Regions from separate parts of the Gossypium hirsutum genome. Here all the other regions are linked to region 2. A link is a contact called in public Hi-C data. All regions are on one chromosome and are shown on one strand. Each heading gives the region's core, a stretch centred on a gene start, on an enhancer-like site or on the middle of the called end of the contact. The rest is flanking DNA. Distances are from core to core; before and after follow the strand shown. Region 1 has its middle 10 kb from the start of LOC107898930. Region 2 has its middle 36 kb from the start of LOC107898356. Region 3 holds the start of LOC107898929 (transcription factor MYB4-like).

Region 1 (3,722 bases), core at 190-2,689, 99 kb after region 2:
GGACTAGTGGAAGCTAAGGAGATATAGGATGGCAATTCGAATTGCGGATTCGATCTGAAATTTGTGGATTCGGATCAAAAGACCACATTTCGAACACACCAAAGTTATTATGAGTTCAAAGTGACGTGGTTTGGTGCTATTGGTATATTTCAATCCATGATGAATGATGTCTTTTCTTTATTCTTGTGTTCTTTTGTTTGGGCTTTTTAAGAAAAACATGTTTTGTGTTGAGAGAAAACAAATGTTTCTTTGTGTGGTATGTTAGCCACATCATTTCAGCTAATGGAGTTTCCACTAATTCTTCAAAAATAGAATCTATTAGCTAATGTACTTTTCCTAAAAATCTCAAATCTCTAAAGGGATTCCTTGATTTAACTGGTTACTATAAGAAATTCATCGAGGTTTTAGGAGCATGAATAAACCTTTGACTAATATGTTAAAGAAAGACAATTTCCTTTAGACTGAAGAAGCCATTGTTACCTTTCAATAGTTAAAGGAAGTTATGGTAATAGCTTCAGTTTTGGCATTAACTGCCTTTTCTAAGTCCTTTTCTTTGTAGACAGATGCCAATTCTATAGGTATAGGAGTTGTGCTCACATAAGAAGGGTGGCTTATAATATCTTAGGAAGGCATTAGGGCCAAGGCATTCGGACTTGTCCATCTATGAAAAGGAGTACCTATCTATACTAATGGTAGTAACAAATGGAGGCATTATCTTAAGAGAACCAATTTTGTCATCAAACAAACCATGAAGCCATAAAGCCTTTGTTGGAGCAGAAACAAACCATTGTTATTAAAAGAAAGGCTTAACCAAATTGTTGTATCTAAATTATACTGTCGAAAACAAGAAAGGAAAAAACTAATGCAATTACAAATACCTTGTCAAAGGCAATTTGAGGAGCAGGGTTTGTGCCAAATTCTGACATCTACTACTCTTGTAATAAGTGGGTTTAAGATGTTGAAGAAAGTTACAAAAGAAGACCAGAATGTGCAAGAAAAGATTATTGCCTTAGCAATTCGTCCTACAGCTCAACCTTCATTTTCTTTTGAAAATGGAATTGTAAGGTACAAATAGAAAGCATGTGTAATAACCCAAATTTGCCCGGCCCAAATCAGAAATAAATAAACAAAAAATATAAAAATAATAAAATAAACCAAGCCAAAATTAAAAGTCCAAAAAATTAATAACAGTCCAAAATAGTCCATTTACATTAGCCCAGAATATTAAACCCAAATGGCCCAATTGTACTTAGCCCCGTTTACCTAAGCCCACTAGCCTGAATATCCAATAACCCAACACCAGCCCAATGGCCCAAATCTCAACCTAGTACCTAAACTTAGACCCGATTCTGAGCCCAAAGCATAAGTAGAAACCCTAGCAGTTTCTGAAACAGCCTCAGTCGCCGCAGCAGAGCCAGGCCTCCTCCTCGCGCATGTTGCGTCTGCGCGCGTGTAGCGCCTCCGCGCCAAATCCACGTGAGCCTCCACGTCACCGCGCCTCCATACGCCCCATCCGAGCGTGTACCTGCAACAAAGGAATAGCAAAGCAGAAAACAAAGAGGCCAGCTAATAGAAAGAACAAAAAAACAGCAGAAAATAACAAAAAAAAGAGAGAAGAAGCGAAATACATTTTCTTTTGTAACTTTCATTTTATTTTTGGCGATATAAAGTCATTTTTCAGCATTTGTAAGGGGGGAACACACAGTATCAATAGAGAAAAAAGCAAAAAACTGAGTTTTGAAGGTGTTCTTTTCATCTTTTTCTGCGTTTTTTTCTTTCTTTTCTGTTTTTTTATTATGAATCTTGTGTAACAAAAAAAGAAAGAGGAAACGGAGACGACTTTCAATTTCTTTTGTGGGTTCATCGTTTATTTTTTACATTCTTATGCATGAGATAAAACACAAAGAAAGGAGGGGATATTACCTTGACATCGGCGCCGTCGAAGCTCGCGTCCTCCTCTGGTACGATCGGAGTCGAGGTGGAGAGCGACGCTTGGGAAGGCAATGAAACCCTTAATGTTTTTTTATCTTTTTCTTTTCTTTTTTTATTCTGAAATAGTCAATAGATTAGCAAATTCTCTATCTTTTATAACGCTTGTAAAACGACGCCGTTTAGAGGCGTGCAACCCGCGCGGTGACCCGACCCGGGGAGGATCCGCGCATTCTGACTTATTGGTTTATTTGCGCTGAGAGCCTTTTATGTTTTGCTTAGTTTCAATCGGATTTCTTTCCATTTTACTTAATTTGTATCGCATATTTAACCTTATTTTCATTTAAGTCCATGGTCAAACGGTGTCGTTTCTGCCATTGATTTGGATTATCTCAAAGCTTGCGTATAATTGCTGATTTGGTCCTTCATTTTTTAAAATAAAATTTTAATTTAATACTAATTTAGTTTTCTTTCTCAAAATTCAACGTTATTTTTTTTATTCTATTTTTTATATTATATTATTTAATATTCTTTATAATATTTATTTTGATAATGTTTAAGTTAACTATTATTATAGTCTAAATTATAATGAATTATTATTTTAGTTTGTTTTTTTAATATTTTCAAAACCATTATATATCAATATTTTGAATCTATTGTATATCATTTAATTTTGTTTTCTTGTTATTATTATTTTATTTTCATTTGAAACTTTGGTTTTAAAATTTATAGATTATTATTTTCAATTTCAAAAACGTTTTCTTCACATTTTATTTTGCTTTCAAAGTTTTTTTTTGGATAAATCTGTTATTATGTTCATATTTTTTTTCATTATTTTTACTATTGGCTTAATATTATTTTCAAACCTATTAATAGTATGATTTCTAAGATATGATACACTATTCTTTTAAAATTATTACCAATATGTTTTAAATTTACAATTTTTTTTTGTTTAAAATTTTTTATATATACTTTTATTTTTTCCAATTTGATACATTATTATTTATTTTATCACACTTGATATATTTTAAGAATTTGATGTGTTACTTTATATTTCTCAATAATGTATTTTAGAATATAGTTCCAAATTGTATTTTCAACATGATATCTCGTGACTATTATATCTATATCTATAATTTATATGGAATTGTTGGTGTATATAAATAAATGTAAAGTATAATAGATTTCAACTTATAAAATTTTATACGCGTTTCATACATATAAGTATCTTATTTCTTAAAGGAAGTTATTTATTTTGCTTGCTTTAGTTTAATTATTTATTATTAAATTGTTTCTAAATATCTTTTTTCAAAAATATCTTTATGAGATTGATTATTGATTTATTAGATACTTAATCATTAATGTTGATGTATTATATGTTTGGTTGTTGCATATTGTAAACTTGGTTTGTTATTCATCATCTGCTTTATATATTGCTATTCAGATTATATTGTTTGCAAAAATTGCATTTCTTTAAAGCATTACAATCGTTTTATTTCAAATTCCTAAAAAGGGCCTGGTGTTTATGAGTTCTCGAGAGAATTGTGTCCTAACTTACTGGGCTTCAATTCTTCTCAATGAATTTATATCATCAAGTATCCATTTTATTAAAACCATACAATTGTTAAAATAAAGCTCTTAAGATTACAAAATGTTGGATCCTAACTTACTGGATGTGGCATTTTGTTGTCTCAATTTTCAAAAATAAAGGCAATATTTGAGATTTAAGAATTTCGAGAAATTGAATCCTAACTCACTGGATTCTAATTTCTTGATTGACTTAAACAATCAAG
Region 2 (3,826 bases), core at 47-2,546:
AAGGGAGATTTTCGACAAAGGCAACCATACTATTAGCTACTTGGTTCCCCTCCCTGTACCTATAGAATATTAGAGGAAGTAACTAGATAATTGTTGTAAGTTAGGCTCAACTAAATCTAGTTATGAGTAGTTTCCATTTATGTTATCCGTTTTTGTTATAACTTCTGTTAAGCCTCTAGTGTATAAATACATAAAGGCCCTTATATTCTAAGAGTATGATTAACAGATTACTCTTTTTCTTTTTACATTTCTAGTATGGTATCAAAGTTATTTTTTTGTTGAACATTGCTTCAATCATGGGTTCTGCAGTCTCAGCAGAATTGACAAATGGGAAGTTCTTCAAACCCCTTGCCTTTGCTTCTTAAAAAGTGGCAATTCTTATAGATGATAGTAATTTTTTGTCCTGGAAACATAATGTCTTGCTTGTAATCAGGAGTAATCGATTACACCGGTTCATTGATGGGTGAATTACTATGCCACCACGACTTATTATTGGTGATGATGGTGTTTCTGTTGAAAATCCAACGTATGTCGAGTACGAACAGTAAGATTCGACTTTATTGACATGGCTCCTTTCTAGAGTAAGTGATCTGCTACATAATCAATTGATTATCAATTTATCTTCTAAATATGAACTTTATGAGACATTGACAAGAATATTTGGCACACAATCCACAACCAAAGCCATAAGGTACATATTCTCCATCATTTCAAGGAAAATGAACTTTCTATGTCGGTGTACTTGGTCGAAATTTAACATTTGTATGATTGTTTGGTGGGTTTTGGTCAACATGTGTTTTTGGAAGAGCATCAGTCAACGATTTTTAATAGCCTTTCCTCGGAGTTTGACCATGTTGTGACAATAATCACAATGAGTTGTGGATTATTTGATCTACAAGAAATCACAATAGCGTTGTTGGATGTTGAAGCACGTCAAGAAGCCCACTTGTCTCAGGTCACATTCTCGGGAAATCTTGCTATGATGACTAAATCTTCTTCCTCCTCGTTTGTCCCTGCATATATTGCACAACCACCACCTCAATTGTTTCGGTCTAACCGAGCAACTAATTTGTTTCAAAGACGAAGGCATAGTCGATTTGGTGGTGGAATACAGTCGCAATGTTAGATTTTTGGCAAGATCGATCGCGTTACTCGTTGGTGTTTCTACAGGTATGATTCAGCCTATGATGATGATGATAATTAAAACCCTAGTTCTGGATATGTGGACATGGGCTGGTCTTCTATTGGGCCATTTACTCACTTGAGTTACAAGACTGCTTCAGCTACATGTGCTACACTGATCATGGACCGTTTAAGTGTTATCGGTATGAGCCTCATTCTCATTATACTGATTAATCCTTTTCTAGTCCATCCAAGAGTTCCTTAGCTTCTACAAGTGCTTCAAACATAATGCAAGCCGATGTTACATCAATGACAACCACTCCGCCTGTTGTTTTTGACCAGTCGTGGTACCCTGATAGTAGGGCTACGACACATATGAGTAATGACCTTACCGATTTCACTAAGTGCAGCTCGTACAATGGGTCAAGTAAGGTGGTTATAGGTAATGGCCATACTATAACTATCTCTTATGTTGGCGAATTTCTTTTATCTTTTGGTTCTAACACTTTGCTTTTTAAAGATTTGTTGTATATTCTTGTTATTCAAAAAAATCTATTATCTATTTCAAAGTTTGCAAATGATAATAGAGTGTTTTTTTGAATTCTATCTAAACTGTTCCTAAGCAAAAGACTTGGAAACACTTTGAATATTGCTTCAAGGCATTGAGTCAAACGGGCTATATCAGTTCCTACCTGCCACCACTGAGCTTGCATCAACTCCTACAAATACAGATGCGGATGAGTCATTACAAAAGTCAACTTCAGATTTCAAGTTCAACCATTGGCATCAAAGACTTGGTCACCCCTCTTTTCTATGATGTAAATCAAGTATTGAAGTCTTGCAATGTTACAATTCCCAAGAATAAGTCATTCTCTTTGTGGAATGCTTGTGAGCTTGGTCAAACTCACAAACTGCCATTTATGTCCATTAAATCAGTGTACTCTACTCTTGAGTTTATTGTTACTGAGTTGTGGGGTCTCGCCCCTTGTTACTCTTCAGGCTATCAATACTATATCTCCTTTGTGGATGCATTTTCAATTCATACTTGGATTAATTTTCTTAAGCAAAAGTTTGATGCATTACAAGCCTTCTTGTCTTTCAAAACACATGTTGACAGTCATTCTCTTTGTGTAATACTTGTGAGCCTGGTAAAAGCCACAAACTACCATTTATGTCCATTAAATCAGTGTACTCTGCTTCTCTTGAGTTCATTGTTACTGACTTGTGTGGTCTAGCCCTTGTTACTCTTCAGGCTATCAATACTATATCTCCTTTGTGGATGCATTTTCAATTCATACTTGTATTTAATTTTCTTAAGAAAAAGTTTGATGCATTACAAGCCTTATTGTCTTTCTAAACACATGTTGAACTACAGTTGTAAGCTAAGCTTAAACAACTTCAGACGAATGATGGAGGCAAATTTAGAAGCTTTGATCCATATCTGAAGAATTTTGGCACTACACATCGCCTCTCTTGTCCAAACGAGTTTGAACAAATGGACTAGTGGAACGACGTCATAAACAGATTGTGGAGACTAGTCTGGTATTACTTGCACAAGTATCTCTGCCCCTTCCTTATTGGACTGATGCTTTTTATTCTGTAGTTTACCTCATGAATTTGCTTCCTACAAAGGCATTGAGTGGGATGCCCTTTGTAGAGAGATTTTTTGGTCAACAACCTAAGTATCAGTTGCTTAGAGTTTTCGGGCATTTATTGTAACACCCTTAACCCGTCTTGGTTGTTGGGTTTGAGGTATAAAAAGCTACAGTACAAACCGGAACAATTACAGACCTTTAATGGTAAATTCGAATAAAAAATCACTATTTACCATAATATAAGTCATTTAGAACAATTTTAAACTTTTCCTGAGATTAATATGAGCTTTCGTGAGCTCTAGAGTTGTCCCAAGATCGAACAAGGACCAAATTACAAAGTTTAAAAAAATACAGAATGTCACATCATGATGCTGGACCACTTAACGCCAGGATGTCACAATCTGTTGGTTGACATTGCGACAAGGGAAGATCGATATCAGGACTAGAAACCTATTTTTGACAAAATTTGGCCATTTGGTACTTGTTTCAAACCAACTAACCAGATAGGCTAAACAATCTTTTTGGCCTCATTTAAAACTGTTCAAAACATACCAATTCCATGTCAAAACATAACATATAATCATCTAATGAATCCACAAAACTAATATGCTGCATTTGGCACCAAATCACAACAATGTAATATAAATCAAATACAAACCATTCCACCTATTTATAACATCCCATAACACTTATCCAATCCATACCATAAGTTGGTTCATATACCCTAAGTTTATAAGTTATTTTTCATTGATCTGTAAATTATTTTGTATTTGAATAAACTATTTTCTATGAAAATAGAGAAAATAATTTTCATAAACATCGGAAGGAAGTCTGAGGTCCAACATGGTTTGCGTCAAATATCATTGTGTTCCTTCTCCTCTAAAGACTAACAAATGACACCCAAAACATTGTCCGAATTAGAGTATTCAATAGCAAAATAAGCCAAAAAAATCATTAATGCGCTGCGGTAATACAATTGCATGTGATGCCTGTATCAAATCAATGTCACATTCAAGAAACTCATCCATATTGATAATATCTAATAGTTGAATTTCTTTTACAAAGAATAAATACTTAAAATATTTTCAATTTAATTAAAATATTTATTT
Region 3 (3,363 bases), core at 816-3,315, 82 kb after region 2:
CCCACATCGAAATCCCGAAATCCCCAAATCAAAATCCAAAATCCCTTTGATTTTCCCTGACCGTCTACTGCATCACCGTCGACTATGCCCTCTACTGCATCGCCGTCGACACTCCTCTGCCTCATCGCCGTGTAAGTTTTTTCCGTTTGTTTGTGATTATTGTTATTAAGCTACAAGGTTTAATGGATGCTTAGCCCTAAAATTGCATGTTCTCTGATGACAATAATTTACTTTTAAATCGAGTAAATGTTATCTGTTAAGGGAACAAGAAAAAGTAGATGTTATATATTATATAGAGTATTTGAGCAAAAATCACTCATTTATCTTCTTTGATTTGGTAAGCTATAAATATGGCTTTTATAGGATACAATTCTCTGGATTTGTAGGTGATTACTACTTGTTTTTTTTTTATACATCAATAATAGAATCAATTAGAAGGATTACAATTTTGAAATTATTTCTTGCCATTGTCTTATTTCTTCATAAATGATTTGGAAGTGGATTAAAAAATAAAAAAGATTTGTTTGATCCACTGTCAAAGGAGTTTAGTTTTTCCATGGGATCTGCACAGTGATATGCTTCTTAGGGTATATTTTAAAAAAATAAAATTAAAGAACAAACTAATTTTTAAAAAAAAAAACATATGACATTCGTATGATTTAAAATGTTTATGTATATAAAATATTTGGCCCTAAAGTTCACTTGGGTATTTGTAAATTTTTTCATTCATTTTGGTACTTGCATTTAACTTGGAAAATATAAAAATTTGGAGATTTGAAAATTTAAAAAATTATATAAATTTGGTGAAGTTAGTCAAGAGTTGATTTTGATACCATTGGTCAGATCACTGCTTTTCTCAAATCAATGATTCAATATGGAACAAATTTGCAAATTCTCACGTAAAACACAGGTAATACAAGTTTGGAGACAAAGAATAGAAAGCAAGTTAAATGCAAGTTTTTGGAAAAAGCGCTGCTAAAGGACATGATCTTTAGCGGCGTTTGTGGGGAAAGCGCCGCTAAATGTCATGTTCTAGTTTTTCACATAAACATCGCAAAACTTAGCGACGTTATCTATAGCGGCCTTTTTTGCGACGCTTACCAAAACGCTGCAAACTGGTTTAGCGGCGGCACTTATAGTCCCCAAAAAAATGTCGCTAAAAACCTATTTTGCTATAGTGTAACTCGTGACATGCATGGTTGTGCTAAATTAGCACTAAATGTGACACCCCACACTCAATTTGATCGCTAGATCTAAATACGTGATATCTCATTATGTTGCCGAATCAACTCAGACTATTTCAAGTGATTTCAACAATGATAAATACATTCAATCACATTACAAAACACACACACTCAAGAACATGATTAATCTCACAAAAATTGTTTTAGAATTAAACGGGATCATAAGCGGAGTTAGGACTCGAATTCAACTCATTTGTCAAATTTCAATGTAGATAGAGGCTTTCATGTATCGAGACAGACCTTATTTTATTTTTGATATATGAATGTTTTGAGAGAAAGGATATACCATTTAATGATTTTCAAGGTTGATATTCAGAAGATAACCATATTCAGCTACGGAACAAAATAGATAGTTACATCTAAATAATGTCTAACTTTATTGAAAGCAACATTGCACTTATTGTTTGTACTTTGTACTCACAAACTGACACGGAAATATATATACCAGACTTGATCAAACAACCTACAAAATCTTCAATGGCTTTTGTTTATTGATTTATTAAAGAAACAATTTAAGATAAAAAAAAACGTAATGAATCTACTGTTGATCAAAATTAAACTGAGCTTCGTCGAAGTTTTGGTTCATCCGCTGCATACATCACGTTTCAGGAGTGGCAATCTTTCCTCGAAGGTGTCAGCTATATCGTTCTAGTATTTGACCATGAAAACGACATCCTGCTGAATTTTCCTGGATATAGACGAAAAGGGTTTTTTTATTTATTAAATGAAAATGAATATTTTATAAATACCACAACTAAAACGTGTCACACGTTTTGGTCTAAACATGGGCATAGTATATAAATTGTTGCAACTTTGAAGTTTCATAGTTTGTAAATAGAGCAGTCAAACATGGTGAGAACACCTTACTGTGATAAGAGTGGACTAAGGAAAGGAACTTGGACACCTGAGGAAGATAGGAAACTGACAGCTTATGTTACTAGATATGGGTGTTGGAATTGGCGACAACTCCCCAAGTATGCAGGTAAAGACAGCATATGGTCCATATCATAGTGAGTATAGATTGGGGATTATTGTTGAAAATGGTGATATAAGGATCGATCCTTATGTTTTCAGGACTGGCGAGGTGTGGGAAGAGTTGCAGGCTGCGATGGTTGAATTATTTAAGGCCGAATATCAAAAGAGGGAATTACAGCAAGGAAGAAGAAGAGACTATCATCAGATTACATGAGTCGCTTGGAAACAGGTACTGTTTTTTAATCCATTTGAATATATTCAAATACTGCTTTGGTCTAATGATCTAATGCTGTATAATTCACAATATGTAGGTGGTCGGCCATTGCTGCACAGTTACCTGGACGAACAGATAATGAGATAAAGAACCATTGGCATACGCATCTCAAGAAGCGCTTTATGGATAAGCAAAATGTACGAGCCCATTTTGCCCGGGCCCAGTGCCAAAACAAAAACAAAATAAAAATAAAACATAAACCAAATACATGAAATAAAGTCTAAATTGCAGCCCAAATTTCATATGGCCCAAACTACCCAAAATTAACCCTAAACCCAAAACAAACATAACCCTAGCCCAAGATTAACCCCATTTTCAGCAAACCCTAGTTTGCTTCCCCAAGCCTCCAGCTGCCGCACGCTAGGCCAACCATGGGCCACCTTGCGCACTACCACCACCACACCCCGCGCATGCCCTTCTCCTCCATGCGTCTGACACCGCCTGCAAAACGAGACACAACAACAGCAGCAACAGAGCAGTAGCGAATGGAAGAAACAATATTTTTTTTGTACTCTGCTTTGAAACATTCGGCTATAAAGCCTAAAAGGAAAATTTGTAAAAGGGGGGTTCCCTTTCTACGAATACAATAGTGGAAATATATATGAAATCAAATACAAGTAGAGACAGAAAGCAATAATAATTGTTAAAGGTGATTTTTTTAGTTTCTTTCTTTTTCTGATTTTGTTATTATTCTTTCATTTTCTTCTTGCGTGAGAGAAACATTAGGAGAGAGAGGGAGACTCACCGGAGCCACGTCGTGCTCGCGTCGACGAAGGGAGACTCACCGGAGTCACGGCGGCGGTTGGGTGAACCATTGGTGGCCTCCTCGGCTGGAAGACAAAAGGGATAGTAAGGGAGAATAAGGAATTT

Evidence for each region. A called contact is a pair of places that touch in the nucleus more often than the background predicts.
Region 1: a Hi-C map of leaf shows a contact between it and region 2, with 9 times the contacts expected there. The contact joins two enhancer-like sites. A contact is called at or near these places in 8 of 34 Hi-C or Micro-C datasets (callus, hypocotyl, leaf and 1 more).
Region 3: a contact with region 2 is called in a Hi-C map of leaf, with 2.4 times the contacts expected there. The contact joins the promoter of LOC107898929 here to the enhancer-like site in region 2. A contact is called at or near these places in 10 of 34 Hi-C or Micro-C datasets (callus, hypocotyl, leaf and 1 more).

The regions. Positions count from the first base shown.
Region 1 is chrD04:52,337,073-52,340,794 of Gossypium_hirsutum_v2.1, reverse strand. No RefSeq gene overlaps it. Among protein-coding and RNA genes, the nearest start is that of LOC107898930, 10 kb to the right of the region's middle. Within about 2 kb of position 1,439, at least 9 of the 9 cell types and tissues checked have an H3K27ac peak or open chromatin away from gene starts, as enhancers often do. A contact at or near this core is called in hypocotyl and leaf, where this site is marked.
Region 2 is chrD04:52,435,666-52,439,491 of Gossypium_hirsutum_v2.1, reverse strand. No RefSeq gene overlaps it. Among protein-coding and RNA genes, the nearest start is that of LOC107898356, 36 kb to the left of the region's middle. Within about 2 kb of position 1,296, at least 7 of the 9 cell types and tissues checked have an H3K27ac peak or open chromatin away from gene starts, as enhancers often do. A contact at or near this core is called in hypocotyl and leaf, where this site is marked.
Region 3 is chrD04:52,355,362-52,358,724 of Gossypium_hirsutum_v2.1, reverse strand. It overlaps LOC107898929 (transcription factor MYB4-like), which reads left to right and starts at 2,065. Exons shown (of 3, transcript XM_016824501.2): 1 at 2,065-2,226; 2 at 2,319-2,448; 3 at 2,531-3,363. The coding sequence starts at 2,094. The coding sequence ends at 2,705.